2 separate regions of the Mus musculus genome follow, and region 2 is linked to region 1. Evidence: chromatin contacts called from public HiChIP or PLAC-seq data. All regions are on one chromosome and are shown on one strand. Each heading gives the region's core, a stretch centred on a gene start, on an enhancer-like site or on the middle of the called end of the contact. The rest is flanking DNA. Distances are from core to core; before and after follow the strand shown. Region 1 has its middle 6.8 kb from the start of Dppa5a. Region 2 has its middle 25 kb from the start of Eef1a1.

Region 1 (7,729 bases), core at 1,510-4,009:
ACATGATGGCTCACACCATTATAATGTGATCTCACACCCTCTTCTGGCATGCAGGTGTACATGCAGAATATTCGTAGATATAACAGTAAATCTTTTTTAAAAATTAAAAATATATTTAAAAAAAAAAAACTACCAGGACAGCCAGGACTACACAGAGAAACCCTCTCTCTCGAAAAAAAAGTATTTTTATTTATTTATCAAACAATTTATTGTTTTTTAATTTCTCCATGTAAATAGCGTCCTGTACTCTTGTCTGAAAACGTTCTTTCAAATTCCCAACATGTTTTTAAGTAACATTACTTTTATTTTCTACCCACAATGCAGGTCCTGCAGAGATGGCAAAGCACACACTCAAATCTAGCTCAGTGGTACACTGGGTGCCTAACATGTGGGAGGCCCTAGATTCTGTGCTCCGTAAAACAACAACAACAACAAAAAAAATTGGATTAGCAGGAAATCAATCCGTAAAAATAGTGGAGGGGTAGGAAAGAGGGCCACGAAGTATCGGGATCCAGATTGAGAGCTCAGCTGGAAGGCAAGGATAAAACGAAACGGCTTGGTTGATTCTGGACAGCTAGCAAATCACCTTCTGTCCCAAACTCATAGCTTCTTCCACCTCTTTGGAAGGTGCGGGGATCCCACACACCTGTATACCCCTCCCTGTCCCATCCCGTCACACTGCGCTCCCAGTATCTACTAGGTCTCCGGTAGGTGGCGCTCTGCTTCCTCTCTTAAGGTTCATACAGAGGAAAAGTCCAGGGTCGAATCCCAGGAGTTTCATGTGCTGAGTACCAACCATCAGACTGTTGGTGAGCTGGCTCAGTGTTAAGAGCACCGACTGCTCTTCCAAAGGTCCTGAGTTCAAATCCCAGCAACCACATGGTGGCTCACAAACATCCATAACAAAATCTGATGATTTCTTCTGGTGTGTCTGACTACAGTGTACATATAATAAATAAATAATCCATCAGACTCCTGGTTACTCTTGCCTAGGAGGCAGATCCCTCCCCTCTGAAGAGGCTGACAGGCTGACTGACAGTTCCTTCAGTCAACCTCCCTTTAGAGAGGACCAGGGAGAAGTGTGTGTGTGTGTGTGTGTGTGTGTGTGTGTATACATACATGTATACACAGACACATACAGAATACAACACTTGTTGGGCAGTAGTGGTAGACACCTTTAATTCCAGCATTCAGGAGGCAGAAGCAGGCTGAATTTGAATCCAGCATGGTCTATTGAGGGCCAGTACAGCTGAGGCTACACAGAAAAACTTTGTACTGAAAAAAACCCATGGACCCGGAGCAAGCAGGGTCTGGAGTGAGCCAGACTGGAGCAAGAAGGAAAAGGGATGGGGAAAAAAAAGAAAAAAAGGAAAAACCTAAAATAGAGAAAAACCAACCTATAGAACGACAGTGACAGGGACACAGCATATCTTGTATTATAAGACCACGGATGGCTCACAACCATGCGTGATGTAATGAGATCTGACACCCTCTTCTGGTGCATCTGAAGACAGCTATAGTGTACTTACATATAATAAATAAATCTTTAAAAAAAAAAAAGACCACATTTCTGCTTCCTACTAACCTACAACCTAAGTCATCCTAAAGACACTGGCTCATTAGGAAGGCTAGCTGACATGGCCTTGGTGTCTGAGAATATACTGTCTTCTCCATGTCTTCTTCTGTGGAAAATGCTCCACAATAATTCTCAAAGACCAGAAGGGCAAGACTGTTCCAACTAGTAGCTGCCCGTCTTTGTCTTCCCTCCCTGGATAAGCTGCTGCCAAAAGACAAGATAGATAGAAGACAGACTCAGGATGGCTCTGGGGATAAAATACAGTTTGAAGAGTCAATCCCTGTTTTTGGTTTGGTTGGTTGGTTTTTGTATTGTTTCTTGTTTTATGTGAAGTGAAGCAGGACCACAACTGACAACTTGATTTCCTCAACTGTACAGATGTCCAAGGCCTTGGTTATTGTTATGGTTAGCCCTTTTGCTTGGCTTTTCTTAAGGAGGTAGTATTGGGATTTTTTTGTTTGGGTTGATTCATAGTAGGTCCTCTTGCAAAGCCCTGGTTAAACTTCAGGTTTTCCAGCCTCCTTCACCCAAGGAGTTGATTTTATGTGTGACACAGCCATATCTGCCCGGTGGGCCAGCTTTCCATTGTACCACCTACCGAAAACAGCTCTCTGCCCACAGTAGGGTCTGACAGCTTTCATTTCCACAACAATGAACGCTCCTGGTTTTGTGGTTTACTTTGATTTGTTGTTCTTCATCTGCCACACATATGGAATTCACAGTATTTTCCTGAATTTCCCTTTTTCTGGGAGCGATTGCACACACTCTCATGGGCAAGGTCAATCTTTGCTGTTGTAGGAAGTGTGGTGTGCATTGGGGGGTGGGCTTTGAGCAAATACAGAGCATTCACCCTCCCAAGGTCAGATTTTGAATACTGGCTTCTCAGTTCAGTATTGGACATCAAGCATCAGTTAACATTACCATAGACAACCTTTCATTGCTGACTGCTTTTCTCCAGGATTCACGAGCATTCACTGAATGCTGCACCTACGGGCTCAGGAAAAAAAAAAAAAAAGTTTGCCTGGGTGGGGGCGTTGAGAAACTGTTAATCTCTCTGCATTTCTCCTGGGAGTGAAATTGGTGCCACCTTGCCTGAAGGAAAGTGGTTACAGTTGGCAAAAGTAAGAGCAAGTGAGGTTTGTTTATCTGGGCTTTGGGAGTGGTGCTGGAGACTTAAGCCAGGGCCCTGAGCATCCCAGACAGGTGGTTCACTTACCCACCAATCCCAGGAGCTTCCTGCTTTTAGAACAGCAGTTTTCCCCCTAGAAATTTAGCCTACAGACATGAAAACAAAACAACAGTACTCAATGAATTCCACACACCTGTAAAGACAAAAGGTCCGAATACCCAATGGCCCTTCAAAAAGAGCTAATTAAATGGAATATCTGACATGGGGAAAGAGGAACATATTATACATTTATAACTGGAACTCTGTTATAACTGAAACTCTGGCTGGTTGGTGGGTCATGCCTATAATCCCAACAACCTGGAGACTAAGGAGAGAGGGTTGCCACAAGTTCAAGGCCAGACTGGTCTACATAACAATGAGACCCTGTCTCAAAAACCAAACAGGGTCAGCAAGATGGCTCAGCTTGCAGCCAGGCCCTGACGTCCTGAATCTTAGCCCCTGAACCTTCAGATGAAAGGAGAGGTCCAACTCCAGCAAGATATCCTCTGATCCCTACCTTCTCCAGAGAGGGAGAGGGGTATACCGAGAGGGGGAGGGGGAGGGAGGGGGAGAGGGAGAAGTTAGGAAATAAATACCACTTTTTAAAAACCCTTGGAAGCTTTGAAGTGGTGGCACATGACTTTAATCTTAGCACTTGGTAGGCAGAGGCTGATAGATCTCTGAGTTTGAGGCCAACCTGGTCTAACAGATTGAATTCCAGGACAGCCAGAACTACAAATAGAAAACTTGTCTTGAAAACCATAAATAAATAAATAAATAACCCTGGAAATGTATACAGGAAAATAAAACTCTTTCATTGCTTGGAAGGAGAAAATAGATGAACATGAAACGGATAATACATTTTCTATCATGTTAGGGCGTGTGTGTAGTAGCTGTCTATATGGGAGTGGGGATAACTGTGTGCCCTGGCAAATGTGTCAGAGGACAACTTGTGGAAGTCAGTTGTTTCCTTCCACAACAAGGGTCCCTGGAACTGAACTCGGGCTAGCTGAGAAGCAAGGTGCCACCCACTGGGAGTTGATCCACTTGAATGAAGTATTTGCTAAGTTTCTGCTTTTCTTTCTTTGCGATGCTGAGACTGAAGAAAGGTCTCGCCATTCCAGCCAAGTACACTACCTCCCACAGGTCACATGCCTCACTCTGGTAGTGTTTGTTTAAAATGTATGTAAGTTTAAAATTAAGTAGTGGAGGGGAGGGGCCAGAATCAGTTTGATTCCTTAAAGTAGTATCTGTATCCTTTCCGCAGATGGGATTCTACTAAGTAAACTAAGCCAGTCTCAGAAAGACGAGCTGTGCCTGTTTTTTTCCTCCTGTTTTTTTCCTCATGTGGCAATACTTGATTTCTATAGACATTCAAAGATGGTCAGTCACAGTGCATGGTGCATGTCTTTATCCCAACAGTGAGGAGGCAGAGGCAGGCTGATCTCTGAGTTCCTGGATAGCCAGGGCTACATAGTGAAACCCTGTCTCAAAAACAAGCAAACATTTGAAATGTAAATGAAGAAAATATCGAATAAAAAAAAAAAACAGCGGGGCGGGGGTGGTGCACACCTTTAATCCCAGCTCTTGGGAGGCAGAGGCAGGCAGATTTCTGGGTTCGAGGCCAGCCTAGTCTACAGAGTGAGTTCCAGGACAACTAAGGCTACACAGAGAAGCCCTGTCTCAAAAACAAACAAACAAACAAACAAACAAACAACAAGCAAACAAACAAAAAACAGATGTACACAACACCGGAAAGAAGCAGAAATTGTACCAGAGACAAAGATGAATAATGGGAGGGGGAGGGGGAGAAATGGGGAGGGGCACACTCCAAGTGCCTGGTACACTTACATGAAAATATCCTCATATAAACCGCTGCTGTGCATAGTGAAAAGGAAACGAAGCAGAAGGGTTAAAAAAAAATAAGTCGCTTTAATTTTGAAGAACTGAAATTTGATTTTGAAGAGGGAAATGTTTGCTGTCTAAAGTGTCTGGAGAAAAATGGATCAGCTCTTTGTGGTAAGACACCACAGTTGGCTAAAAAAAAAAAAAATGCTGGCCAGAGGGGGCAAAGGGGGTGCATGCCTTTTATACCAACGCTTGGGAGGTAGAGGCAGAAGCAGGTGGATCTCTGCATAAGATAATCCTGTCTCGAACCCCCCTGACTCCCCCAAAAAGTTAGCTGACTGTTCTTCATCTCGGGCCTTTGTTGTTACTTTAAAAATGGCTTTGATTCCAATGCAGTACAGACTCAGAGAATCTCCATTTTCTGCTGTGTTCCACTATTTTTCTCACATTTTAACTGTTGACAAAATCTCCAGAAATATCCTGTCCAATACTGTTTCATTCAAAATGTGCTTTTTTTCTGAAACTGAAGTGTTGCTACCCATAACCTACTCCACTACACAGGACCTGCTCTGCACACAGAATTTGGTTGCTGGCATTCCACCATGAGGGGGCACAAGAGCCTCCTGTATTGATAGAATTCTGCAAGGCAGACTAAAGTTTTGGGGTGGGGGGGTGGGGGTGGGTGTGAGATGCCAAAGTTTTTAAGTCCAGACTCCATTTTAGAGCACCTGACCTAAGTTTGAACTCAGGTAAACTAACAGGCTGGTACCTAGCATTAGCTCCCAAATTGCCTCCAACAAAATCCGAGCCTAGCTCCAGTCTCTAGTCTAATCCCAGTAAAACCAGAGTTTCCAGGTTACACCCTCAACAAGACCAGTGTCTCTAAGTTATTCCCCCAACAATCCTCCACTCCAGGGTACAAGCCCATCCCCTGCCTAAGGACCACCAATGCAGAACAGAGCAGAAGTTTATGATATGACTCTCAGCACCAGCCAATTATGTTAACAGTCACAGCAGCTTTCCAATTAGCTGTTTGCACACGTATTCCCTGCTTGCTGCTTACTATAAAACCTTGCCCTGATAAGATATTCTTTGCTCCCCCCACACACACACCACCAAAACGATCCTGCGTGGTGGTGGTGTATTGGGGGGTCCGAGCAAGCTTGAATAGAATAAAGACCCTGCTGTGAGTCGCATCAGATTGGTTCCTGTGTGTGTTTGAGGATCACTAACATTTCCCTGGCATAACAGTGTTGTAAGACAAGGCTTCTCTGTATATGCTTGCCTGATCTAGAACTCACTGTGTAGACCAGGCTCGCTTCAAACTCACAGATCCACCTGCCTCTGCCTCCCCAGTGCCGGATTAAAAGTGTGTGTGCCACTAGCACGAATTTAGACAGAGCTTTTTTGTAATCGAGTGGAAACACATTTCCCTTATACTCCAAACAGGAAGTCTTTCATCTGTGTTTAGTCACGGACTCAAACATGTACTTGCTTTAGCAATGATCATTTCCTGAGGGAAACATAAAAAATTATTTTGAGACAATATCGCATGTAGCTCAAGGTGGCCTGGAGCTCACTATATAACTAAAGATGACCCTGAATTTCTGATCTAGCTCCCAAAGAGTTAAGAGTATTATGTGCCACCTAGTCCTGTTTTTGAATTCCTAGTGATCAACTTCACAGCTTTACAGATGCTGGGCAAGGTCAATCAAATCTCCTACAACCCCGTCCCCTCAACCTGTTTATGTGTTTGCTTGTGTGAAATCAGGATCTCCTGTAGCTAAAGCTGACCTCCACGTAGCTGAAAATGATCTCAAACTCCTGACCCTTCTGCCTCTAACTTTTTTCTTTCTTTCTTTTTTTGATTTTTCAAGACAGGGTTTCTCTGCATAGCCCTGGCTGTCCTGGAACTCACTTTGTAGAACAGGCTGGCCTCAAACTCAGAAATCAGCCTGCCTCTGCCTCCCGAGTGCTGGGATCAAAGGCCTGGGCCACCAGCACCTGGCTAGCCTGCCTCTGTTTTAAACTGGGCCTGGTGGTATACATTGGAATCCCAGTGCTAGGGAGGCAGAGGCAGATGGATTTCTGAGTTTGAGGTCAGCCTGGTCTACAGAGTGAGTTCCAGGACAGCCAGGGCTACACAGAGAAACACTGTCTTGGAAAAGAAAAGAAGAGAAGAGAAGAGGAGAGGAGAGGAAAGGAGAAGAGAGAAGAGAAGAGAAGAAAAAGCAAACAAAAAGCGGAGGGAGGGGGACAAAGAGCCCAGTGATTAAGAACACTTGTACTTACAGAGAACCTGGGACTGAGTCCCAGCACCCACATGTGGCTCCTAACTCCAGTTCAGGGAATCGGATGCTTTTTCTAACCTCTCCAGCACCAGAAACACACCTGGTACACAGGTATACATGCAAGAAAAAAACACTCATACACATAATTTTTTGTTTGTTTGTTTTTGGTTTATCGAGACAGGGTTTCTCTGTATAGCCCTGGCTGTCCTGGAACTCACTCTGTAGACTAGGCTGGCCTTGAACTAACAGAGATCCACCTGCCTCTGCCTCCCAAGTGCTGGGATTAAAGGCATGCGCCACCACTGCCCGGCATACATTTTTTTAAAATCAAAAAAAAAAAAAAAAAAAAATTAAAAAACAAGCCAAACCCAAACTTTTTATTTCCTTCAAAATATCTGAATGGTCTAGAAAGCTCTGGTCAGAATTCTCAAGGACAGATTCAGAATGCTAATGCAGTGAAGACTGGCACATTAGCAAGCCTTTGTCTTCCCAGAGACCACAGGATGCGGGGACAGTCTTTGGAGTGCTCCCGGCAAGGAACCTTGGAGGATCGGCTAGGGCTACAGTCCCTCCTTCAGATCTGAGATGGCAGACAACTCACCCACTCGGCATTGGAATAAGAATAGCCTCTCATCCAGAGATTAACAATACTTATTACAGGGCTGAAGAAATGCCCAGTTAGTTAAAAGCATTTGTTGCTTTTGCAGAGGATTTGGATTCGGTTCCCAGCACCTACCTGGTAAACTCATAACGGCCCACGCCAAGGGACATTGAACACCCTCTTCCGACAACGTACACATATAGTATACCTACACATACAGGTACAAAAATCTATACCTAGTAAAA
Region 2 (7,729 bases), core at 2,059-4,558, 150 kb after region 1:
AGATTTACTGCCATGGGTGAGGATCGCACAGGAGTTATTCCCAAAGCAGTGTCCTCCCCTAACAGAGAACTGCAGGGATTTTTATCCTACTCAGGGAGAAAAGCCCTCTTTCCTAGACTGGGATCAGTCCTGAGCATGCCCAGTTGAAGATCCTAATCTAGGAAGAAAAGGCAACAGACACGTGTTTTTGTGAATGCTTAGCTTGCATCCTGGGTCCCATGTCTGAAAGGTTAAACTGTAGGACAGGAACACCTCAGCTTGTCTGGGCATGCTCAGCTTGCATCATCCTCCTTTAGCTGAGAATAAAGGGAAAGACACATTGCAGAGGGATTCTTCTGTGTTTGCCCCTAAAAAATGACGGCCTTCCTTACTGGCTCACTGTGGCAGGAATAATGTGGGGAGTGCAGTCATCGCCAGGCTTCAAAGGATGCACAGGCACTCTGTGACAGAGAGCCTGGCAAGGAGACTCTGCGGGACAGCTTGGATTCCAGCAGGACAGCAGGTCTGGACCTTTGACTTCAGGAATTTTGTAGGTATTTGTGAGAAATAAGATTGGAAGCTGAGTTAAGCCATAGCTAGCCTGCCCCTTCCTTCTTCCCCCACCCTCCTCCCTCTCCCTCCCCCCTCTCCCTCCTTCCTATCCTCTTCCCTTCCCCTTCCCCCTCCCCCACTTCCTCCTCTCCATCCTCTTCCCTTCCCCCTCTCCCTTCTCCCTTCCTTTGTCTCCATACAGGAGATTAAACAGAGGGCTTCATTCATTCTAGAATCTCATTAATTCAGCCACGTTGCCCTGGAACTTGCTCGGTAGACCCAGCTGAGATTACAGATTACAGACCTGTGCACTGGGTCTGGCTCATCCTTTTTTTTTGTTTTTGTTTTTTTTTTTAAAGATTTATTTTATGTATGTGAGTACACTGTAGTTGTGTTCAGACACAACAAAAGAGGGCATCGGATCCCATTACAGATGGTTGTGAGCCACCATGTGGTTGCTGGGAATTGAACTCAGGACCCCTGGAAGAGCAGCCAGAGCTCTTAACTGCTGAGCCATCTCTCCAGCCCCCACATGCTTGTTTTTATTGTGAGGTTTTTTGGTGTGCTGTGTTGTGTTTGTTTGTTTGTTTTGAGACAAGAGCTCTTTGTGTATCCACGATCCATGGCTGGTGGGGAGCTCCCCTTTTAGAGTAGACTGGTCTTGAACTCACAGAGAGAGATGCAGTTGCCTCTGCCTTCTGAGTGCTGTGACTAAAAGGTGTGAGGCCCTAAGCCTGGCCTTTTAGCTCCTCCCGTGGCTGCTTGGTCTTTGTCCATCATGAGTCCCTGTGGCCCTTGCGGGAGAACAGTGCTGTTATATAGATACTATAGGGGCTGCTGATTCCCTCTGAGTGACTTCACAGGATAGACTAAAAGTCAGGATGGAGTCACTCACAAAAGCTTCCAAGTTTCACAACCAAAACTGAGCTGTTTATATGATTTTTGTAAAATCAGGAAACCAGGATGAAAGGCATAATAGTCTGGCCAGGCATGGTGGTACATGCCTGTAATCTCAGCACTTAGAAGGTGGAAAAGGTGTAAGGGACACAGGGTAGGGAGAGTATGGAGTAAAAACTGTGTCTTCTGGACACGATAAGACCACTGGGCCCATCTGCTCACAGCAACTGTGGTGCCTGCACACAAGACCAAGATAGTGAACATTCCAGCATGGGAAAGAGGCGGCTCATGAGCTCCACCCCTAACTGAGCAGCTAGTTCATGGATCCGGAAGGAGGAAGAGCCTTTACTTTAAGTATGCTGTCCCTGCAAAGTCAACCTCTCTCCAGTGAGTGGTCCCATGCTCATCAGTATGTGGGCAGCATAAATTGAACTCATTAGGTTATTTAAAACAAAAAACAAAAACAAAAAACCCGGCTCAGCAGTTAAGAGCACTGGCTGCTCTTCCAGAGGATTCGACTTAATTCCTAGTACCCACATGGCAGCTAACAGTCTTCTAGAACTCTTCTTGTTCCAGGGAATCTGAAGCCTTCTTCTGGCTCCGCCGAGCTCAAAAGGGATGCACAGACACTTGTGCATAATACCTACACACATAAAAGTCAATAAATCTTAAAAAATGATAAAAATGAAAGAAAGGGAGGTGGGGTGGATCTGGGAGGAGTTAGGTGGAGGAGTAGGGAGGTGGGGTGGATCTGAGAGGAGTTAGGTGGAGAAGTAGGGAGGTGGGGTGGATCTGGGAGGAGTTAGGTGGAGGAGTAAGAAGGTCTGGGTGGGTCTGGGAGGAGTTAGGTGGGGAGTGGGAGGTAAATGTGATCTTTCCTGAAACAATGATCAAGATGCAGTATTTGGGGCTGGCGAGATGGCTCAGTGCTTAAGAGCACCGACTGCTCTTCCGAAGGTCCCGAGTTCAAATCCCAGCCACCACGTGGTGGCTCACAACCATCCGTAATGAAATCTGATGCCCTCTTCTGGAGTGTCTGAAGACAGCTACAGTGTACTTACATAAAAAAAAAAAAATCAGTGTATGAAAATTTCAAAAATAATTAATAAAATATATTTAAAAAACGAAGTCAGCAGAGGTTGGGGACAGACTGAATGTAGTTCTGAGGCCATGGGATGAGTAGTTAAATGGGAAAGTGACTATAATATTGCTAAATGGGTTTGTAGAAGATGAATTCATAATTCGCATAGAGATAAAATGTATCATTAATATGCCAAGTACTATATGGGGGCAAACCATTCCTAGTAAGCTGACCTGAGGTGCCAACTAAAGAGGAACTGAATGACAAACAGCAGAGAAAGAGATTTATTCCACGTAGCCACTTAGAGAAGTGAGAGGGCATTAGTGGGCTCAAGTCCTGGTCTTCATGGTGTTAATATGAACTTTAGGCTTAACTAGAAGAAAATCAGAGGAAACAGTGTATGGTACGCATAATCAAAGCTGTCAGGGTTTAGCTGTTCCTCTGGTTATTGTCTGAGTTCTGGGCCTGCAAGCTGGAACAAACTGGTTTCCAGGAGATGACCACTTCTGCTCCAGGGTGTGGCCTCACTCTCCTAGACAGTTGCCTTCCTGTGGAGTGGGAGCAAGAGGTGCTTTGTCAGGTCCTGGTGTCCCTAGAATTCACCGTGGTTCCAAGCCAGAGATGAAGGTCCTCATCTCTGTGTCTACACAGACGACAGAATGAAGGCAGACATGTCATGCTTTCATCTGACTTTCAGTAGCATCCTAGTAGAAGTGAGACAAGGGTCAGGGGGGACATAGAGCACGTTTGCATTCCGTGGTGTAGGAAGGATGTGCACACATTGCTGTAATGATTTGCTTGCTCTGGGTTAATCCCTAACCCAGGTGATGCCAGAAGGAACGCAGGCCTGAGACCAGCAGATACTAACCAGACCCAGCTGCTGAGAGGGACAATGAGGGGGAGATAAAGAAGGGAACAGGCAGAAGATGATAAGGAGAGCGGCAGCCACGGCGTGGCTCCGGGGGACAAGGCATTGACCATCCAGCCAGAGGGCAAGACTGTGTTCTCCCGTGCTTGGCTGCCTACCTTTGCCCTGCGTTCTGTCCTGTCCATGTCTCTCCTCCTGTAACTTACTGGCTGGATATATAGTATAAAGTGATCCGTTTCTTAGAGTGTGAAACTGCTGAGTTCCTGAATTGCTTGCTGTCTGTCTGAATCGGCCATCGCTTGGAGATTCAGTACCTGCCTCTGCTCTGGTGTTTGTGTTGACAGGCAGCGTAGGACTCACTGTCCTGATCCTTAGGAATCAATCATGGAACTCAGGAAACCTCTTTTTTTTTTTTTTTTCCGAGACAGGGTTTCTCTGTGTAGCTCTGGCTGTCCTGGAACTCACTTTGTAGACCAGGCTGGCCTCGAACTCAGAAATCCACCTGCCTCTGCCTCCCAAGTGCTGGGATTAAAGGCATGCGCCACCACGCCCCCCCTTAACAACTTTTTCTTTCTTTCCTTCTTTCTTTCTTTCTTTCTTTCTTTCTTTCTTTCTTTCTTTCTTTCTTTCTTTCTTTCTTTCTTTCTTCCTTCCTTCCTTCCTTCCTTCCTTCCTTCCTTCCTTCCTTTCTTCTTCTTCTTCTTCTTCTTCTTCTTCTTCTTCTTCTTCTTCTTCTTCTTCTTCTTCTTCTTCTCTTCTTCTCCTCCTCCTCCCCCTCCTCTTCCTCCCCCCTCCTCTTCCTCCCCTCCCCCTCCTCTTCCTCCTCCTCCTCCTCCTCCTCCTTCTTCTTCTTTCTCTTTCTCTTCTTCTTTTTTGAGACAGGGTTTCTCTGTGTAGCCCTGGCTGTCCTGAATCTCACTCTGTAGACCAGGCTGGTCTCAAACTCAGAAACCCGCCTGCCTCTGTCTCCCAAGTGCTGGGATTAAAGGCCAGCACCACTACTGCCCAGCCCTCCATTAACTTTTAAAAATATTGATACTGACTATGGTGGCATATGATGGTAATCCTAGCACTTGGGAGGCTCAGGGGCTCAAAGCTAGCCTGGGCTAGTTGAGATCCTGTCTCAAATAAATAAATAAAATAAAATAATAAAGTAAGCCAGGGAGTGGTGGTGTGCTCCTTGGATCCCAGCACTTAGGAGGCAGAGGCAAGTGAATATCTGAGTTTGAGGCCAGCCTGGTCTACAGAGCAAATTTCAGAAAAGCCAGGACTACACAGAGAATTCCCATTTCAGGGGGAAACAACGACAGCAGTAACACACACACACACACACACACACACACAAGAAACAATGTCAAAACCAAAATAACAACAACAACAAAACCAAACCAAAAACACACACACAAGAAACAAAGTCAAAACCAAAATAACAACAACAACAAAACCAAACCAAAACAACAACCCCGCCCCCAGCTTTTTGGGTGATGTGTGTCTGTCATTCACTTGATATTCTTAGTTATTAGCTCACCAACTAAATGCTGATTCAACGTCATGTGGCAACGTTGGCACTAAACACAGATTTATAGATTGTTGTGTCAAAGCAAGATATAGGAGCAGACAATTCCAGCAAAGAGGTGCTGCCATCGAGGCATGTTCAAGATACACGACCGATGAGCCTGGAAGAGCTTCTGAGAGGACTGACAAGAGAGCTGAGTCTTCGGTGATCAGCGAGGACATCGTGATCTAGGTCAAGGAAACATAGTACAGGCGAGGAGGCCAGAAAGCCAGCAGCATGTGCCTCTACCCTGCAGGGTGTGGCAAAGATCGGTGTGGAAAGGTGAGCAAAGCCGGCACACAGACCAACACACACTCGTCGAGATGTGACAGCTTCACTCCTGGGTGTTATCGTTTGGCATAGATTTGTAGAGAAGATAAAGCAGGAGAACCATATCAACTGTGACAAATAACTGGAATTTCTAGTCTGGCTGTATGAGTTTAACTTAAAGGAAAATGCTGACAAAGCATTCAGGGAAGTGTGAATTAGGAGGGGCAGTTTATCTATTTTTCTAGGTTTACTTTATTTAGGTATGGTGTATGTGTGTGTCTCTGAGTGTGGATATGTACACACGAGTGAAGGTGCGCATAGATGCCAGAGGTGCTAGGTCCCTAGGTTCTAGAGTTTCAGGTGATTGTGACCTGCCTATTCACTACTGGTGCTGGGAACTGAGTTCGAGTCCTCTATAAGAGCAAGGTCTGCCCTTAACTGTGGAGCATCTGTCCAGCCATTGGGAGAGGCAGTTTAGGGGATCAAAGGAAGATCTGTAGGATGTTGGTAGGCTCTTTGTTTTTATGAGGCATTGTCTTAGAACACAGCTCAAGCTAGCCTCAAACTAACCTTGGAACCCAGACTGACTTCAAACTCATGGCAATCCTCCTCCCTCAACCTCTAGAGTGTTGCTATTACAGGCCTGCATCATAACACAGGGCTAATTCAGTTAAGATGTAAGTTCTTGGATAAGGCACAGATGATGATGGTGATCAGGCAATTCCCACAACAGCCCCAAGGACTTTGGGGTGGGGTGAGGGCAGGGTTGAGACAGGGTCTTTTTATGTAGCTCTGGCTGTCCTGGGACTTACTATGTAGGTCAGGCTGCCCTTGAACCTACAGAGATTTGCCTGCATCTGCCTTCAAAGTTTGAGATTAAAGACATGCACCACCACACTTGGCCCTAAGAACATTTTAAAAAGTTCTATTTTTATGGCGTCTAGAGAGATGGCTCATGGGCTAAGAGAACTGGCGACTCTTCTAAAGGACTCAAAATCATCTGTAATTCCAACAAATGTGACAATCCCTTCTGGATTCCAAATGTATCAGCTATACATATTGTGCACAGACATACATGTAGGTAAAATACCCATACACATTAAATAAATACATACATACATACATACATACATACATACATACATACATAATATTTGCTGAGCATGTTAGTACTAACTTTTAATCCCAGCTTCTGAAATGTAGAGGCAGGTGGATATCTGTGAGTTTTAGAACAATCTGGTCTACACAGAAACTTCCAGGCCAGCCAGAGATACACAGTGAGACCCAGCACAAAAATAAATGAGTAAATGAATAATTACATTTACTGTGTATGCTTATGTGTGTGCCCCCAAAAGCTATCAGGCTTGAGAGCAAGCACCTTTACCCACTGGGCCATGTCTAAGTCCTACCTAATTAATTTAAAAGCAAGACACATCCTGAATGTATAGAAAATGACATACTTCGGAGAAAATTTTTTTTTTTTAAGATTTATTTATTTATTATATGTAAGTACACTGTAGCTGTCTTCAGACACTCCAGAAGAGGGAGTCAGATCTCCTTACGGATGGTTGTGAACCACCATGTGGTTGCTGGGATTTGAACTCTGGACCTTCGGAAGAGCAGTCGGGTGTTCTTACCCACTGAGCCATCTCACCAGCCCTGGAGAAAATTTTTTAAAAGATTTGTTTATTTTATGTATGTGAGTACACTCTAGCTGTACAGATGGTTGTGAGCCTTCATGTAGTTATTGGGAATTGAATTTTTAGGATCTCTGCTTGCTCTGGTCAACCCTTCTCATTCCAGCCGGCCCCGCTCAGTCCCTGCTCACTCTGGCCCAAAGATTTATTTATTGTTATAGATAAATTGTCTTCAGTCACACCAGAAGAATGTGTCAGATCTCATTACAGATAGTTGTGAGCCACCATGTGGTTGCTGGGATTTGAACTCAGAACTTTTGGAAGAGCAGTCAGTGCTCTTACCCACTGAGCCATCTATCTCTTCAGCCCGGAGAAAGTGTTTTATTAGAATTCTATATTAAAATTATTTTATTAACATTTTAAATTAATCTCTGAAAACATCATACATGAATAGAACTTATTTTGACCATAGTCAACTTCACTTCTACCCCCAACTCCTCCCAGATTTACTTCCAAGTCTCTGCCCCCTCACAACTTCATGCCCTCTTTACATATCTATGTACATATATACATACAAAATCCAATTTATGTCACTTAAGGGTGAAGACCACCCAGTGGAGCACAGTCAACTTACTAGGGGTCACATCCTTAAAGAAAACTGACTCTCGGGTTGACAAGGTGGCTCAGTGGGTAAGAGCACTGACTGCTCTTCCGAAGGTCCTGAGTTCAAATCCCAGCAACCACATGGTGGCTCACAACCCCCCTTGATGAGATCCGACGCCCTCTTCTGCTGTGTCTGAAGACAACTACAGTGTACTTACGTATAATAATAAATCTTTGGGCGAGCAGAGTTGACTGGAGCGAGCAGAGGTCCTAAAAATTCAATTCCC

The links. HiChIP or PLAC-seq counts read pairs in DNA pulled down with a chosen protein or histone mark.
Region 2: an H3K27ac HiChIP or PLAC-seq map of embryonic stem cells shows a contact between it and region 1, with 13 read pairs. The contact joins two enhancer-like sites. A contact is called at or near these places in 1 of 39 promoter capture datasets (liver), 1 of 15 datasets of contacts at CTCF or cohesin (large pre-B cells), 3 of 484 Hi-C or Micro-C datasets (all in liver), 4 of 115 datasets of contacts at active chromatin or transcription factors (all in embryonic stem cells) and 3 of 9 other capture datasets (adipose tissue, liver and pancreatic islet).

What each region holds. Positions count from the first base shown.
Region 1 is chr9:78,357,537-78,365,265 of GRCm38.p6, forward strand. No RefSeq gene overlaps it. Among named protein-coding and RNA genes, the nearest start is that of Dppa5a, 6.8 kb to the right of the region's middle. RefSeq lists a cis regulatory region at 1,397-7,729. Within about 2 kb of position 2,760, at least 7 of the 459 cell types and tissues checked have an H3K27ac peak or open chromatin away from gene starts, as enhancers often do. A contact at or near this core is called in embryonic stem cells, where this site is marked.
Region 2 is chr9:78,503,188-78,510,916 of GRCm38.p6, forward strand. No RefSeq gene overlaps it. Among named protein-coding and RNA genes, the nearest start is that of Eef1a1, 25 kb to the left of the region's middle. Within about 2 kb of position 3,309, at least 36 of the 459 cell types and tissues checked have an H3K27ac peak or open chromatin away from gene starts, as enhancers often do. A contact at or near this core is called in embryonic stem cells, where this site is marked.